Linked DNA regions of Rattus norvegicus: region 1 is linked to region 2. The links are chromatin contacts, called in public Hi-C maps. All regions are on one chromosome and are shown on one strand. Each heading gives the region's core, a stretch centred on a gene start, on an enhancer-like site or on the middle of the called end of the contact. The rest is flanking DNA. Distances are from core to core; before and after follow the strand shown.

Evidence for each region. Hi-C and Micro-C count contacts between places; a contact is called where the count stands out from the background.
Region 1: a Hi-C map of kidney shows a contact between it and region 2, with 2.7 times the contacts expected there. The contact joins the enhancer-like site here to the promoter of Spry4 in region 2. A contact is called at or near these places in 3 of 12 Hi-C or Micro-C datasets (kidney and liver).

What each region holds. Positions count from the first base shown.
Region 1 is chr18:30,782,643-30,785,342 of GRCr8, forward strand. It overlaps a transcript of Arhgap26 not described here. Among named protein-coding and RNA genes, the nearest start is that of Spry4, 81 kb to the left of the region's middle. Within about 2 kb of position 1,364, at least 7 of the 93 cell types and tissues checked have an H3K27ac peak or open chromatin away from gene starts, as enhancers often do. A contact at or near this core is called in kidney and liver, where this site is marked.
Region 2 is chr18:30,701,159-30,703,858 of GRCr8, forward strand. Spry4 (sprouty RTK signaling antagonist 4) reads right to left here and starts at 1,388. Exons shown (of 2, transcript NM_001106150.1): 1 at 1,138-1,388. It also overlaps a transcript of Arhgap26 not described here.

The DNA of each region.
Region 1 (2,700 bases), core at 114-2,613, 81 kb after region 2:
GTCCTCTCATTCCTGCCAAGGCCCGCCCACTTTATCCAGTAACCATTTGCATCCAGTGTTTGTTTGTTTGAACTTGGAGCCTCAGGTACCACCTGTCAGGGCTCCCCACATCCCAGCACCAGATCCTTCTCAGCTTTCCCAACCATTTTCCCAGATCAATTCCCGTTGACACATTAATCTTCAGGCTGGTCCTTGTATGAGTCTAGCTTTTCTTTCTTATTTTATTATTTTACTTTACTGAGACAGTGTCTTTCTTTGTCCTGGAACTCACTCTGTAGACCAGGCTGGCCTTGAACTCACCGAGATCAGATCTGCCACTGCCTTATGAGTGCTGGGATTACAGGTGTGCTCCACTGTGTTTGGCATTCTTTATTTTCTTAAAAATGTATTCATTCATTTGTTTTCTATTTTTAAAATTATATTTACCTTTTAACTGATGCTTATATCAAGAAAAACTGCACACACTGGGCTGGGGATTGTAGTTCAGTGTGGCCCAGCAAGTTCAAGACTGTGTTTGATTTTCAGCACTGTAAGCAAGGGAAAGTATATATTTATGTGGTAATGAGAGATTTCCATACTCATATACCCTGTCCACTGTTTAAATCAGGCTAAGAATATCTTATTAAACAATTATCTCTGTCTATATTTGAAAGCATTCAAAATTCTTTCCCCTAGATTTTTAAAATTGATTAATTTATATTTAAAATTTTTATTAGACTTATTCTTTTCCTTTCTTTTTTTTCAGTTTTTTTTTTTTTTTGAGACAAAGTTCTATGTGTAATAGTCCTGGCTGTCCTGGAAGTTGCTTTCTAAACATGCTGATCTCAAATTCAACAGAGATCCGTCTGCCTCTGCCTCCCAAGTACCAGGATCCAAGGTGTGCTCCGCCAGGCCCAGCTAGATTTATTCATTTTACATACCCGTGTTTTGCTTACATACACACACACACACACACACACACACACACACACACACACACACATATGCACACCATGTGTGTGCTTGGTGCCTGCAGAGGTCAGGAGAGGGTGTCAGATCTTCTAGAACCTGATGAACCACCATGTGACCATCGGGAATTGAACCTGAAACCTCTGTAAGAGCAACAAACATACCTTACCCCTGAGCCATCTCTCCAGCCCCTCTGCCCTGCTCTAGCTCTTTAAAAGATGTGCATTCCTGTTCCCCTACTGGACCATGATGCACCAGAGCGCCTTACTATCTCTCACCATGACAGCCTCATTGTTGGCTTGAAGGAAGGGAGTCTGAATCAGGTTGGATTCTGCACTTCTGAACTCTGCCCTGCGCTGGGGCTGGGCTTTGCTCTTGGTGTTATTTCCCATTACGTGGTTTGGGAAGACGTTGCTAGAGGCCCAGTTAGAGGCTGTGGCGGTCAGATTAGCCAGCCATGCAGAACACAGCACGGTACTATTGAAGGAGGAAGTGCTAAAAAGCCAAACTACAGCCAGCGTATGCTTTTGGGGAAGGCTAGGCCAGAGAGGCTGCCAGTCACGCCCTTTGTCTCACAGTGTACCCAGGCTGTCCTTAAGCAATCCATCCTGCAGTTCTGTTTCCCATGGGCTGGGGTTACAGGTGGGCACCATCACACTCAGCTCTGGTTTAAAAAATAATGCTTTGAGACAGGGTCTCACTGTCTCTGACGGGCCTGGAACTTACCCTGTAGTCTAGGCTGGCCTGGGACTCATAGAAATCCACCTTCCCTTTCCTCCTGAGTGCTGGAATGAAAAGACTGAGAAAAAAATTTAAGGCTGTATTAGCACCTACTAGAAGTTAAAAAATATTTTATGTGCTAATGAGATAGCTCAGCCTGAGTGTGATCCCTGGGACCCACCATGGTGGAAGGAGAGAACAGGCTTAAGTTGTTCCCTGCATGAACACACACACACACACACACACACACACACACACACACACACACACACGCAGAGAAAGAATAAATGTCAATTTTAAAAATTAAAAATTTTAACAATTTTTGTAAACTGCTTTGATTAGCTGCATGTATATATACATACATATATTACAGTTCTTAAGTGACTCAGGAGATGGACGGAGGTTAGTAGGGCAGCTGAGAAAGGGGCTTTGTCCTGCACGTGGTTCCCGCAGGTGAGTTGGGGGTCCCTGAACTCTTAGCCACTTTTGTGTTCACAGCTGTGTGGGGGAGGGTGAGGATTAGCAGCGTAGGTGGACCATAATATTATGGTCTTGTTTTGTTTTTGTTTTTTTAAACTCAGCACCATCTGCTTCAGGATCTTCACAGGCTCAGAGCTCTCCCCGCAAGTCCTTCCTCCCAAGTAGGTATCCATATCTAGATGCCTAAATTCACTCTGCACAATTGACAGATGTGCAGTATAGAAAACACAACCAGTCAGCTACCAGCTCAGTCTGTAGTCGTTTCTATCACCCGGGCATAGCAAAGAACCTGGGATACTGGCCAGGCAAATACCCTGATTTAAAAAGACTTGGCTGCACGTCTGTCAGACAAAGGCACGCAAAGAGTTTGGTAGGGGAGGAACTCTAAAAGTTAGTGACAGTTGGTAGGGGTGAGGATACAGTGACAGAGACCCATGCCTGTGTGAAGGCTGCCTATGTGAAGCTCCATAGGAAGCTGAGTTTCCTTTGTCATGGCTCTGCCTTGAGAATCAGCGCAGTCCTGAGTGAATGAGCACAATGCAATCAGAGGGA
Region 2 (2,700 bases), core at 138-2,637:
CCAGCTCCCAATCAAATGAATTGAGAAACCGTCTTCTTGCCCAAGAGCAGCTACTGTAAATGCTTTTTGATCGTCTGCTTGGAGAGAGAGTTGGGCACAGCCGTGGCCCCAGTGATGAAGCCAAGCTCCAGCTGCCGGGGTTGGCCAAGCCCGTCCTCCCCCTTACCCTCCTCAATGCCCCCGTGGCCCTGGCGACTCCGAATTTTTCAGAACATACCGTCTTTATCCTCTATTCTCGGTGTTGTCAAGTCTGGTACCAACAAGGAGGGAAAGTGGGCACCTTATCTCTCCTACGCACGCAACCTCTTCCTCCAGCTCCCACACGCCCGGCGTTATGTAAACGCACCTTCAGCCCCCACCACAGCCTTAGCGAGAGGCCCAGGGGCCCTGGGGCTTGGCAAAGATCGATGTCTGAGGATAGGGGGGCACCGGGTGGCTAAAGAGCCTCAGGCCCAGAAGGAGCGAAACAAGGCAGTTGTACAGCATAAAATGAGGCAGCCGAGCAAAGGTCAGACGGCCTGGAACCTCCTCGCCAAGGAGAGGGAGCAGAAAACCTCAGTCCTTGGCCGGCCCCACGCTGACCATCCAGTAGGAAAGCATAAGGATAGGAAACCTTGTCCACCACGGCTCGGAACCAAGAAAGAAAAAGCTACGTCGAGCATAGGCCGCTGAGGCGGGCTGGGAAGACCCACGAGAGAGCTGGCACCGTGGGCACGAAGCCCGGGGGTGGGCGAGTCGCCCAAACCTAGGGCGCCCCCCAGTCCCAAGCGGTCGCTCCAGAGCGAGCCCGGGGCTGCGGGTTCCAGCGCTCAAGGAGAGTGGTGGTAGAAGAGGCCAGGCCAGAGGCAAACTCCCCTGACACGCACAGGGCTTCCAGAGTCGCACAGGGCGCGGAAGCCGGGCTTGGCAATGCCCGGGGTCGAAAACGGCAGTGCCAGGCTGTGAACACCCCCAGCTCCGTGCCGGCCGGGCGCGCCTGGTAGCTGCGGTGTACCGCAAGGGACCCGAGGAGGCGCACGCCGAGGGAAGGGACACCAAAGGGGATCGAAATAGTGCACCATTGGCCCCAGCCCGAGGGGAGCCGCGTCACGGCATCGAGGGGGTACTTTTGGTTCCCCAAACCGGTTGTGGACTTACTTTGAGGAGCTGCAGAGTCACAAGCATCGCTCCACGTCTGTGTAAATCCCCGAACCAGAGTGGGTCAGTCGCCGTTGTACTCACAGACGCCAAGTCAGAGGAGCCGGTAAGGCTCTCTGAGTCCTGCAGCGCCAGCTCCGCGCTGTCAGCTCAGCTCGCTGCCTCGGCGGCGATGTTGCAACCCTTGCCTGGGAAAATGGCTTTTTTATGAATGGGAGGGCAGCGAGCTCCAGTGCGCACGCGCGCCGCTCGCGATTCTATGAATGGGTGGGCACAAGCGACCCCGTACGCGCATGCGCTAGGCTCCTTTTTTTATGAATGGGGGGCCGGAAAAGAGCTTAACCCGTGATTGCTGGGGCCGGCTGTTGCTCCTCCTGGGGCCGACGTTCTTTTACAAAGAGGGGTGGAGGTTGTTGTTCCTTTTTTTTTTTTCCTTTGTAATGAATGGAGGGCGGCGGCGACTGCAGCAGCTGGTTTAGCTGCGTGGGTTGTACCCTCCTCCCAGCCTGCGAGAGGAGGTAAAGGCCACCTTCACGCCACTGCGGGCTTGGGCAGGAACCGTCAGTGTGACTAGAGGGTGGGGGGCGCTGCGGCCTCCAGATCTTGGGCTCAGCGCAGGGTGGGGGAGGACACACCTCGATTTGCGTATCTCTTGTCACCTCAGGCGATGGGGAGGGGGAGCGAGAGGACCCCTACTGGGGAACCTTCTCTTTTCAAGATCTGTGGCGCCTGGGGACGTCGGGGGCAGGGACCTTCCAGCCGCGTTTGCCAAAAATTAAGAAAATGTCCTTTGTCTATTTCAAAGAAGGGCAGGGTGGGGGTTGCTGAGTGAATCTGGCTCCCTTTCTAAGTGCAGACCACTCCTCCTCCCATTTCTTGGGTGTGGACAGTATCTGGGCCGAGGCCTCTTCCGGCTCTAGTACCCCCCGGGGCGATTCTGTCCACTCAGCCAGAGGCCTGGCCCTCACCTCTCAGCGCCCCGCCTCTCCCCCCGCCCCAGTGTAATGTCCGCAATGCCCGGAGCTTCCGCCCGCTCTCTGCTGCCCTGGCTAGGTGCCCCCTTCACTACTCGCGTCCTAGTCTTCCAGTCTTTCCAGGCCTTTGTATTCCTGTGACCCTCTCCCCTTTGTTATAGAAGGCTGTTTCCCCTAATGCTCTCCCCACCTCGCTCGGCTAAAGGAATAGGGAGAATTGGCCAGGTGGATGGGTGGAGCAGGCCGCGGCAGGATGCTGCCCGGGTGGCCACGGTATTAAATAACAGGGCTCTTGAGCCACAGAGGGAATGGAAATGGCCGGAGAGCCTTTCTTTGCTGGGGGATAGGGCGGGGGTGGCAGCCCAAGCCGGTGAAAAGAAAAGCCCCTCTATTAGGCCTGACTCCTGTAGTCAGGCGCTCCAGCATCAGGCCCAGCGCCGTCCAGTAACCGGGAAGCCTGGGGTAGAGGTGGCTTTGATGCAGTTTAAGAGCTTGTTCTCAGTCTGAATCCCCGGCAAGATATCTCTTGCTGGTGTTTGGCCTTCATGGGTTATAAGACTTTTCCTCCTACGCCACCATAACACTGCGC